Regions from separate parts of the Mus musculus genome. Here regions 1 and 3 are each linked to region 2. A link is a contact called in public HiChIP or PLAC-seq data. All regions are on one chromosome and are shown on one strand. The core of a region is the stretch at or near the end of the contact, and the rest is flanking DNA. Distances in the headings are between cores, read along the strand shown.

What was found. HiChIP or PLAC-seq counts read pairs in DNA pulled down with a chosen protein or histone mark.
Region 1: a contact with region 2 is called in an H3K27ac HiChIP or PLAC-seq map of embryonic stem cells, with 7 read pairs. The contact joins the enhancer-like site here to the promoter of Slc15a1 in region 2. A contact is called at or near these places in 4 of 39 promoter capture datasets (cranial neural crest, embryonic stem cells, maxillary cranial neural crest and 1 more), 2 of 115 datasets of contacts at active chromatin or transcription factors (embryonic stem cells and intestinal villus epithelium) and 1 of 9 other capture datasets (pancreatic islet).
Region 3: a CTCF HiChIP or PLAC-seq map of CD8 T cells shows a contact between it and region 2, with 5 read pairs. The contact joins the enhancer-like site here to the promoter of Slc15a1 in region 2. A contact is called at or near these places in 6 of 39 promoter capture datasets (the 3T3-L1 cell line, cranial neural crest, embryonic stem cells and 2 more), 1 of 15 datasets of contacts at CTCF or cohesin (CD8 T cells), 11 of 484 Hi-C or Micro-C datasets (CD8 T cells, the MNK3 cell line, Sertoli cells and 8 more), 11 of 115 datasets of contacts at active chromatin or transcription factors (CD8 T cells, embryonic stem cells, intestinal crypt epithelium and 1 more) and 4 of 9 other capture datasets (adipose tissue, embryonic stem cells, liver and 1 more).

What each region holds. Positions count from the first base shown.
Region 1 is chr14:121,606,131-121,609,907 of GRCm38.p6, forward strand. Dock9 (dedicator of cytokinesis 9) reads right to left here. Exons shown (of 54, transcript NM_001081039.1): 29 at 3,632-3,715; 30 at 3,026-3,137; 31 at 971-1,149; 32 at 681-794. Among named protein-coding and RNA genes, the nearest start is that of Dock9, 90 kb to the right of the region's middle. Within about 2 kb of position 2,246, at least 33 of the 459 cell types and tissues checked have an H3K27ac peak or open chromatin away from gene starts, as enhancers often do. A contact at or near this core is called in embryonic stem cells and stem cell-derived epiblast-like cells, where this site is marked.
Region 2 is chr14:121,502,929-121,506,990 of GRCm38.p6, forward strand. It overlaps Slc15a1 (solute carrier family 15 (oligopeptide transporter), member 1), which reads right to left and starts at 2,326. Exons shown (of 23, transcript NM_053079.2): 1 at 2,291-2,326. The coding sequence starts at 2,294.
Region 3 is chr14:121,571,586-121,575,114 of GRCm38.p6, forward strand. The region is part of intron 46 of Dock9 (dedicator of cytokinesis 9); the gene reads right to left. Among named protein-coding and RNA genes, the nearest start is that of Slc15a1, 68 kb to the left of the region's middle. Within about 2 kb of position 2,041, at least 12 of the 459 cell types and tissues checked have an H3K27ac peak or open chromatin away from gene starts, as enhancers often do. A contact at or near this core is called in CD8 T cells, where this site is marked.

The sequences.
Region 1 (3,777 bases), core at 996-3,495, 100 kb after region 2:
GGCTTATCGATTGATTCTTAGTCAGAATGTAATTGCCCAGGACTGGCTGCTCTTCTAGGGGACCCAGGTCCCCAGCACCCACATGATAGCTCACAGCTCCATGAAGTCCTGTTCCAGGGAGCTGATGCCCTTATTTGGGCTTCCACAGGCGCTGCATATATACAACATGCATATATGTGGACAAAGCACATATATGTAAAATAAGAATAAATATATCTTAAAACTTTTAAAAGAAGAAATGTAATTTTCCAAGGGTATTATGCAGCATGACATTAGCAGAAGGAAGGGAGAGTGTGCAGTCAGTGAGTAGTGCTCCCTGAAATTCACGTCCACCAGTAGCACAGTATTCAACCTTACTTGTAAATGGAGGTCATACTGGGGGAGCCCTGAATTCAGCCACTTGTGTCTTTATTAAGAAAAAGGGGTGGGCTCACAAAGACTGAACACCATGTGCAGACAGAGACAAAGTGGAATGACCACGAAGAGCAGTGGTGGTTGCCAGCAACACCGGATGTGAGGAACCACGCCCCCCCCCACCCCTGCAGCCCTGAAGACTCCTTGGCTGTGACTGTCTACATGAGAGAATAGAACGCCATCATCCTAAGTCACAGAGTCCACAGCCCTCTGATAATATCCCCAAGGACAGTGCAGAGGTGTTGTCACCAAGCCTGCGTACTTACACTGCCCGGGTTCACAGGAAAGGGTGACACATCCCTCACGTTGATCCGCTGGACATTTTCAATAAGCAGACCAAACAGAGGCAGGTAGAGAGTGGCTATCCTTGCCTGGTGACTCTGAAAGAAGATACACATGGTAAGTGTGTTCCCTGGCTGAGCACCGGATGGCAGAGGACGTTACACTGGCAAGAAAAAAAGTCTCAGCCCTGTTAACAGGATTTGTCTAAGGGGTCATTTCCTTACACCGCTTGAGCATTTATCATCCCTTCTTCCCTCCCCTGGGAACTACTCACCCTCGAATTGTATCTGTCATCAAAAGAATGTTTTATCAGCAGGTTCTTGAGCATGCTGATGGCGATGACTCGGACCTCCCGGAACTCCTGGAGCGCAGTGCCCACCTCCCTTAGCAACAGTCCCACCAAGAAGTGGTTTCTGCAGAACTCGTCTGTTAAGGAGTAGTCAAGCTGGAGATCTGAGAAAAGGCAGGTGGGACTCAGGTTCAGGGGGTCCACTGTCGCCTGAGCCCCTCAGCCCACCTCGTGTGTGGCTACAGGTGACAAAACTCTGCCTCACACAAAAACAAAAAACCAGGCAATTCTGCAAGGCTGCTCTATTCCTTAACCTATAAATTCCCACAGGAGCCCTGAGCAGATACAAATAGCTGCCCTGAATTTTGAACATGGAACTGGTTTTAGTGCCTGTTTTTAGAAGATCTGACAGCAATTATATTAAAAACGTTATTGATAATTTTTTTTCTAAAAGAATGAAGTTATTGTACTAACGACAGTAGAGATCAATTGGATAAAACCACATCATTAAGGAGAGGATGAATACAAATGATTTATTTAAATATCATTCACTTTGTGAGGTCAGCTGTCTATTCTCTGGTTATCAATGCCTTCATAGTCACAGTAAAACTCAAATGTATTTTAAATGACACACCAGCACATAACCTATTTATTCTGCTTTCACTGAACAAGTAAGTTACTTCTGCAGTCTTTTCTAAAATGTCCTCCTTAAACTACAACTGAAATATACAAAGCACCACCCAGTAACTCATCACAAGCTACATGATAAAGCTGAGAGAGGGCTCATCTGCCAAGGAGGAAGACAGGAATCCCCTAAAAGAGGATCAATAAAAGCAGTCACACACACACACACACACACACACACACACACACACACACACAGGAAGCACAAAGTAAGACTGAGTCAGGACACTGACACCATTATCCAAGAAAGTCCTATAGACCCCAGTTTGACTTCCAAAGCCTTCCTGGCAGGTCCTTGAAAGTCTCCCCAGCACACTGCAGAAGTCCCTGTGGAGCCTGTCAGTAGGAAGAAAGAGTTTCTCCAGCATGATCATGTTTAGCAGCGTTTTTAGTCCACTTTCTGCAGACTAAACTGTAAGGCAGGGGCTCCCTTAAATCTCTTAGGGAAGAAAACGACTTACAGTCTCTGTGCCTGGGGCAGAGTCTGGCACGAGACCCCAATAAACTGATGTACAGGACCCACTCTCCTCAGTGAGGCTGGAAAGCTCACTGAGCTCAAGTCCCTTCAGACCCAGGGGGTCCAGAGCAGCTCATGAGGACTCAGCATGCAAACACAAAAAGCTCACAGGAAAGCCATGTGCCTTAAGCTCCTGTCGCTTCCACGGACAAAAGCTGTGTTTCGGGAGGTGAGATGTGATCTGGGGGGTGGGGGTGGGGGTGGGGTGACTTTGTTCTGCTCCCTAAAACAGAATGTGGGGACTCTAGGCACCCCGGGAGCATATCTCCTGGGTTGTGACAGCAACGTCTCAGCTCCACAGGAAAACAATGCACCCATTCGTCAGAATCATAAAGCCTGGCCAGATATGCATAGACAGGTTTGATTGGACAGTGTACAAGCGGCTGAATGGCCACTTGCATTCCATTCGGGTCTTTAATGGAGGAAGTGCAAGGGCAAGCCTAAGCCCCACCCACACCTACCTACTGGGCTGTCATTTGACTCCACAGTTGGTGAAAGAGAAGCTAATTTACAAGAGGGGAAAGCAAAACAAACACAAATGTAGTAAATAAGACAAAGGATTTTAAAGTGACAAACAGTCATGATGTTTACTTCTGATGAGCCCCAGTGAGCTTCAGATCTGCCTCTCATCTGCATGGGTTGTCTCTAGGTTTGCTGAAAAGCCAGTTTCTACGTAAGATTTTTTTTTTTAATCAACAATTTTAGGAATGTAAAATTATACACACCCTCATCCATGAATAAAATCAAATCATGGGATGACATTTCAATCAATACTTTTCTTATTTAAAAATGATACGGTTCTCTTCATTAGAAAATAAATCCATGCAGAGATGGGTTACCTTGGTATCTCTGAATTCTTCCTTTTCCAAATGGCATCGGCAAATTCAAAGGAATATAGTGTTCATGGTTGCACACCACGCGGAGAAACTCAAACTTGTACTCAAAGAGAGTCTGCAGGAAGAAATGCTTAGACGTGAAAACCTCACCGGATGTTGTATCTAGAATGCTAGTAAACCTACTGGAAGCAAAGAGCATGAGCACTTAGTGGGGACCACGTGCTTGTGTCTTTATGTATGTTGGATGGCTTACAGGCATTTGTGTGAAAACCAAACACACTTCATTAAATAATGCCTTTAGCAGACTTTAAGGCAGTTATTATTTATGCTCCTCTATGTCTAAAAAGGATTTCAAGTAGCTTATAATTACACAGACTCAATACAATTTAAAAAATTAGTAAGCTGGAAGGTAATAAAGGAAAATAATTCTACCAGAAAGGTTACATGGTTATAAGGTCTCGATAAACGATCTGTGATCAACAACTCAATTCAGAGGTTTTGGGATGAATGAGGTGAGGAACAAAAAGACAATTCTGATAAGAACAGGTGCAGTTCCAGGTGTGAATGGGCCAGCTAAACTCAAGCGAAAGTGCCCAACAGCCATGCTACCTTGGGGTCCCCGGGAGCAAAGCAACTGATGTAGTTGTTGATCTGCTTGAAGACGAAGCCTCTGTCCATGAAGGTGAAGCATCTCTAGGGGAAAAAAGCCAAGAGCCATTAGTTCAGACCCATGAGTTGTGGAACTTTGGCTTCTA
Region 2 (4,062 bases), core at 1,076-3,575:
CTCAACACTTGGAAGGTTGAAGCAGGAGGATTGCTATGAGTTTGAGGCTAGTCTGGGCTGCATAGTTCAGGTCTCAACCAGCCTGAGCTACAGAATAAGACTTTGTCTCAAAAACAAAGATGGCTCTGGTATGTGCACACACACATACACAATCAGTAAATAAAATTCAATAAAAATTTAAAAGGAATATTTTTTAAAAAAGACAATTAAAGGTGAAAAGGAACCATACACAAGTTGACATCAACACCTGTAACTGGTTTTATTGGGACAGCTCCACCTACATGTTTACTGAGTGTCTGAGGTTGCTTCTACACCAAGGACAGAGCCCAGGAGAGTGCTGGTCTCTACTTAAAAACAAGTCAAATGGGCTGGCGAGATGGCTCAGCGGGTAAGAGCACTGACTGCTCTTCCGAAGGACGAGAGTTCAAATCCCAGCAACCACATGGTGACTCACAACCATCCGTAAAGGTATCTGACGTCCTCTTCTGGTGCATCTGAAGTCAGCTACAGTGTACTTATGTATAATATCCTGAGCAAGCAGGGACTGAGCACGTGGGGTTAACCGGAGCCAGCAGAGGTCCAAAAAAATTCAATTCCCAACAACCACATGAAGGCTTACAACCATCTGTACAGCTACAGTGTACTCACATACATAAAATAAATAAATAAATCTTAAAAAAAAAAAGTCAAAATTTAAGATTTCAACCATGGGTGTTTAGGTTCAGTCATGGGTGCCCACATCCCATTTACTGCATAGTCTGTGGGTGCCATGTCTGTCTCTCTCCTTCCTAGTCATTCATTACTTCGTCCCCTGGATTCCCAGGGGGAGTGAGGTCCCTGGCATGAACCACACAGGAGGAAGTCAGTGGCTCAGGGCACCCATTTCTCTAAGAACTGCTTCCTGCTCCTTCCATTCCACAAGTATTCCTAGGGTTACAGTCTATCACATGGCACCTGAAACAATTCTGACGAGCTCTAACTGCCAACCATTGTTTTCACCAGGGGGAGTCACTATAACTTTTAATTATCTTTTCCATTTCCTTGCTCTTGATATTGAAAAGCTGAGACATCCACAAATCAAAGCCTGATTTGATTACAAGTCACTGGTCCCTATTCCCATGCCAAGCAAAACTCCAGCAGAGGACCAGTTAGTTCAATAAGGAAACACCCATTGCTTTGGAACACTATGCGTCCAACAGTTCTGTATTCTTTTCTTCCCACCAGAGCTATCTGTTAGAAGGGCAAAATGCATCTCACACAAAGCAGATCCTGTGGTAACTTGGGGACCTGGCATCAGAGTCCAATACAAGCATCTTAAGGCGGCTCTCTGCAAGGTACAAGCGGCAGCCGGGAGGGGGATCCGGAGCCCCTCTTAGAAGCTGGGTGCAGTATGTAGTCTGATGCTGTTCATCTCAAATGACATGAGAAATCTGTTCCGAACAGCAATTTGCTACAGCCAAAGTTCAAGGTGTGACTCACTCCCTTGCTGCTACTTCTCAAACTCCTGCTGTGACCCAGGGGGTCACCAGGCCCCCATGGGCGCTCTGTACTGAGGCAGGAACAAAAGGCTAGCAAGGGGCAACATGAACACGATGCAGGGAGACCAAGCTGGAGCTCTGCTGCCAGTGTCCATGAAGCCCGAGAAGCAGGGGTTGGCCATCAAAGCGGAATTTTGGGGGAGTCAGCTTGTTACCCCAGCTTTAGGGGGACCGGTGGCCTCAAGGTCTGTGGTTCTAAGTTACTCCCAGAGGCAGCTTACTTTGAAGCAGGGCAGGCACCGAGCTGCCTCTTAGTTCATAGGCTGATACTCCTACTCTCGTCTCGTGTGCCTTTTCTGAGGACAGCAGTAGAACCAGGAACGGTACAGAGAGGCGCCAGGGATTCCCATGAGAATTCCAGGGTCACCCTCTTTGCTAGAGGCAAGCACAGAACCAAAGTTCCATGTTGCGCCCTGAGGCCCCCAGTACGCCCTTCCTGCCATCACCGGCAGAAAGCACTCAACTCCAAGGCCACAGACACTTGGCACCGAGAGAATGAAAACCCGAGAGTCTAAGAGGTAGGAGGGCGGAGAGTAGTGCGTTTATTCCCCCAACCTTGGCGTCTGACCACCTCGGAGGAAACGTCAAGAGTGGCTACCTCCTGCCCAGGTTTCCAGCCTCCAACCAGTCGGTTCCCTGCGGCCAGTGAGGAGTCGTTCCCTATCCCCCGGTGGCACCTGCTCCGCAATCTCCCTGCGACAGAAGTGTCCCTGATCCCGACGACCCCGCCCCAGCTGCCCGTGCTCACGTACCCATTGTGGTGGCTCCAAGGCTCCGGACGGGCGACTGGCAAGCAGGAGTTCAGCCTCCCTTACTTTGTTTCCAGGCCCTGCCCAGCTGGCTACCTGTGTGACTGTAGGAGTGCAAGGCGGGGCCGGCTGGGCTCCACCCTTGAAGGAACCGAGGCTAACATCGCTTAACCCTGCTGCAGGATACCTGTCCCTAGGACGCTGGTCCCAGACCCTCTGGAGCAGGACAGATGAAGCTGTCCCAAGTAACGGGGTGGGCGTAGGGGGAGGTGGTGGCAGGGATCTGGGGCCACGGACTCCCTTTGTGAGTGGTCACTAGGAGGCTTGATTGATCCGGTTGATCTGTGGTTGATAAGCGGGTCGCCAGGCACCATGCTAGGACTTACTGAGTCAAGAAAGCAGGACTTGCATGTTTGGCAGTCTAAAGGGCTTGGGCCGCCGCTGGGATCCCACTTAACAAACAACAGCTCAGAGAACCGCTCTACCTTGTTTGGGGAAGCATAAAGGGACTATAGCAGTTTGTGTCTGTGTCCTTGAACTTGCTGTGCAGCCAGAGACCTAGCGTCCTGACCCTCCTGCATCTCTCCTCCCCAGCTCTGCGATTACAAGATTGTAATACTTGGCCTGGCCATTTTTCTGCTTTCTGGTCAGCCTTGAAGAAGTTAAGGCTCTGGATGTTTACAGGGGAGCATTAAAGATGGGACATGAAAATGGGTTTCAATCATTTGTTTATTTATTCATTTATTTATTGAGAAAGAGACTGCCTCCCCAGCCTCAGCTCATCTACCATCTCAATTTCTCTGTTTCTTCCTCCCCAGTGCTCAGTTATCCCTCTCACACCCCACAGTTGTCTTTGTCCGTGTGATGTATACAGTATTCAGTGACCATCCTGAGCATTAAGTACATTCACCAACATCGTCCCGGCTACAGAACTTCATCTTCCAAGCTGAAGCTCCGTGGCCTTTAAACAACAGCTCTGCCGTGGCTTCCCCAGTCTCTGGTTGTCAATACTTTACTTCTTGAGTCAGACACCCCCACCCCGACCACCAGGTGTCTTGTGTGGGCAGACTGTGCAGATCCTCTGTTCTGTGGCTTCTTCCAGTTAGCAAAGTGTTCTCCAGGCTCAGCCATATTCTTGCATGGGTCAGAACACCCTTTAAGGGTTGATGAGTCTTCCACATTCGCTTTGTTTATTCAATCACCTGCCCTTAGGAACTCCCAGCCACCCTGCTGGGAGGTGGGGGTGGGGGTGGAGCACAGGAAGCCCTTTCTCAAAGGCAGCGGCCCTGCCTTCCCTGACTTTTGGGAGGAAGACGCTCCTTTTACCCTTGAACTGTTGCTACTCCCAGGGTAACAGCTGAGTTCGCTGAAAGATTAGTGACTGCATAAGGTGGGAGGTGTTGCCTTGGCCAATGGGAAGGGAGAGCAGACACCGGGTGCTGGCCAGTGGTGGCGACAGAGAGGTGAGGTTTCCTTTGGTTGTTTCCTCTGCAGGGTGAACTTTGTGTTGTTGAGGTCATAAGCTTCGCACATCTTAGGATGTCCGTGGAAGCACTCCGGCTTGCAATCAGGTTTCCAGTGTGGTCCTGATTCATTATCAACATCTACCCCATTCATGCACGGAATCAGAAACTCTGGGGCCCCGGACAGCAGCTGGTGACTTGGTGCTCAGGAGGCCTGTGCTGTGTCTCTTCTGCTTACCCTCACTGGAGCAGGGCTCATTTATCACCTCCACGGTCAAGTGCTAGGGCCTGTGCACCGGACAAACGGAAACA
Region 3 (3,529 bases), core at 791-3,290, 68 kb after region 2:
ATGGAAACCTTCTCATAGTACAAGAGCTGAAGAAGGGCAGACTACCACCGGTACTGATTTGGGGTTACGCAGAGGTGAATAGAAAGGATAAACTCTTTTCTGCCTTCTCATCTAGAGTTCCTCTTAGCCCTGAAATGGACACATCAACATGGCTGATCTTCTGACTCCTAGGCTGAGATGGGTCCCAGTTAAAGCTCATATTTCTATCTCCCCCTCTCCTCCTTTAACTTAAAGGGGCGAGATGTAGGCTGCTGTGAACCTAGAGGACACCATATGTGATGGCTCACATTATATCAGTGCAGCACAGTTAATGTCATCTGAGACAGGGGAATCTCAATCAAGGATTCTCCTCCATAAGATCAAGCTGTAGACAAGACTGTAGGACATTTTCTTGGTGATTGATATGGGAGGACCCAGTCTGTTATGGTTGATACCATTCCTGGGCTGGTGGTTCTTGGATCTATAAAAAGCAGGCTAAGCAAGCCATGGGGAGCAAGCCAGTTGGTGGTACCCCTCCATGGCCTCTGCATCAGTATCTGCTTCTCGATTCCTGTCATGACTTCCTTTGATGATAAAATGTGATGTGGAACTGTAAGTAAAATAAACCCTTTGCTCCCCTAGTTTTGCTTTTGGTCACAGTGTTTCAGCACAGCCACAGATATTGGTACCAGGAGGGAGGTATTGCTGTGATAGATCTGACCATGTTGTTTTTGGAAGGATTCTGGAAAGACTTTGGAACTTTGGGCTCAAAAAAAGTGTTTAGAGCTTAGCGAGTTCGTGCAGGAACTAAGAAGATAAACTTGGGGGGCAGTACAGACAAGGGAGGCCTGGCTTGTGACCTTTCAGAGGAAAGCAAAGACTACACTGAGCCACTTGTGTGATATTTTGCACACATCCGTGGCTTCTGGTCAGCTGGGGTTGAAGAATCTGCTGTGATTAACAGGAGACCAGAACCGCTAAAGCAAAACCCTTGCTTCGCTGGGACAAACAAACTCTAAGAAGTGTTTCCTCAGGGTCAGCACACAGAAGCTGTGTTCCAGAGGGGCCAAGGCTGAGTCTCGTGCTGGCAGCTGAACTTGGTAGCCTAAGACTCTCCCAGGTGGTGCTGGCTCTGATGGCATGAAAGGGTCATGGAGAAGAGCTGGCACTTTCCTTGGTTTTCCTATCTGTACTTTTTAAAAAAATTTTTTGAGACAGGATTTTTCTCATTCTACAGTCACCTTGAGATTGCAGCAATCCTCTTGGCTTGCTGCTTGGTGCTGGGACTGCAGGTGCACGTCTTGGCCACCAGGCTTGGCTTCCATTTTGAATTTCTAAAGTCTCTTTATTAGAGTTTTTTCCACTTTTCCAAATGTACAGCCTCTACCCGACAGGATCCTGTTATTGCATCAGTCACGAAGGGGGTGATCTCAAGGTTACAGGAGTCCAGTATAATTCTGGTACCTTTGGGAACTCAGAATCTTCAGCCTAGCAGGTGCAAGCCTAACTTCTTAGCATGCACTGAGAACGAGAACCGGATACTTTGGTATAATCAGTAGTTAGGCACCTGGAAGTCACTCTGTGGTTTCACCAGGAAGGAGAGATGAGCCAAGCACTCCCTGGGTGGGTCTCAGGCCTGCTGCTAAGACAACTGTGCACATTTAGGTAGCTCCCTGACTGTCATATTAGGGCACTGACGGCATTTACTCATATCAACCTGTGAGGATTTAAAGGGCTATGATTTTTATTACTGGGTCACAGGCTTCTTTCCTGTCAGCTCTCATAATTCCTTCCTCTTAGGTAGAAATTGTTCACCTCACAGACTGTTTCCCTTGAGACATCCAAGCAACCATCCTGAAGACCAATATGGCAGTTTCTGTTTTCCTGTCACTGAGAACTGGTTACTTCCTGTTATTTTGAATCTTGACAGTAGGACTTTATGGCCCCGCAGTGTCTCATCCGAACCATTACAGACTTTCATGCTCTATGGACCTTGTTAAAGATTTACCCACTTTATGCTTCAAGGACAGGGTGGCTCAGCCATATTCTGAAAACAGCTGATAAAATGGCCTTTGTTGCACGCTCAGGTCTTACTCAGAGGTAGTGCCACCCATAGGTTTCTCCAAGGGATGTATGCACTTGACCTCAGAGGCTCACAAAAACTACCTCAGTCTGTGACTTGATCAGACGTGCACACGTGAGCTTCATGTCATCCTGCAGGGCAGGGTACTGGAAACTAGACTTTCAAATCCTTAACTGATCCTAGCATTCCTGTGTTCCTTACCTAATTCCAAATAAAGTTTTGAGCTCCAGAGGAGCCTGGCCCCAGGGCTGATGGGCTCAACCAAAGAGAAAGCACGGACATGCCTTCTCTCAAAGAAACCAGTCAAAACAAAAAACCAACCAACCAACCAATCAATCAATCAATCAATCAAAAAATCCAAACTACCATCTGTCCAGGCATTTCATGGTGCAAGAATGGAGTAATCAGTATGGACTTAACAACTTATGTTCCCCCCAGGATAATTAGAAAATTCCACCTACCATGATTAAACCTAATTTAACAGTATTCCTTTTTAAAGATTTATTTCTGTGTGTGTCTTTGTGTATGTGTCTGAGTGTATATACTCATGAGTGCACGCGTGTACAGACACCAGAAGAGGGCATTGGATCCCTTAGAGCTGAGTTACAGGTGGTTGTGAGCTGCCAAGTGTGGGTGCAAGGAATTCAACTCGGGCCCTTACAACTCAGCAGCAAGCGCTCTAGCGCTCTTAATGGCCGAGTTGTCTCTCAGGCCCCACTTTAATTTTTTTTTTTTGGTTTTTCGAGACAGGGTTTCTCTGTATAACCCTGGCTGTCCTGGAACTCACTTTGTCGAATAGGCTGACCTCAAACTCAGAAATCTGCCTGCCTCTGCCTCCTGAGTGCTGGGATTAAAGGCGTGTGCCACCATGCCCAGCTCTTAGCCTTAAATCTTGACAACCATTTGAGACTAGACAATTTACAACAGCAGTTGTTAAACTTTTGCCCTGAAGAGCCTCTTTATATATTTTGTTTGCTTTTACGTTTTTGAGACAAGAGTCTCTCTACTTAGCCACCTGATGAAGCCTGGGTCCTGTGTAAGAGGAGTAAGCGCTCATAACTCCCGAGCCTTCTCTCCAGTTCTCCCTTACACAGCTTATGTTTTACTTAAGACCTCAAAGAACTTTCAATTATTGACAGTTCCTGGAGCCTCCACCTTCTTCCTCGGTCTGTCATGTTTGTTGGTGTATTGAAGGAATCCAGCATCAGACCTGTGCTCAGTCAGGGCCTCACAGACTTCCTCAGAGGACTCAGGAGCACATTTTAAGAAATGGGTCCACAGACTGGTTTATGTCATAGGAGATATTTGTCTGTGGACCCTTCTCACCGGCATAAAAACAATCAGAGCTGTAATGCTGCCCGTCTGCACACACAGTCTCCAAGTAAAGAAATCACAGTTCAAACCATGGAGGCAGACATCAGTATGAAGCCTCTCTCTGCTGTTGTTTTCTCTCCAAATGAACACATA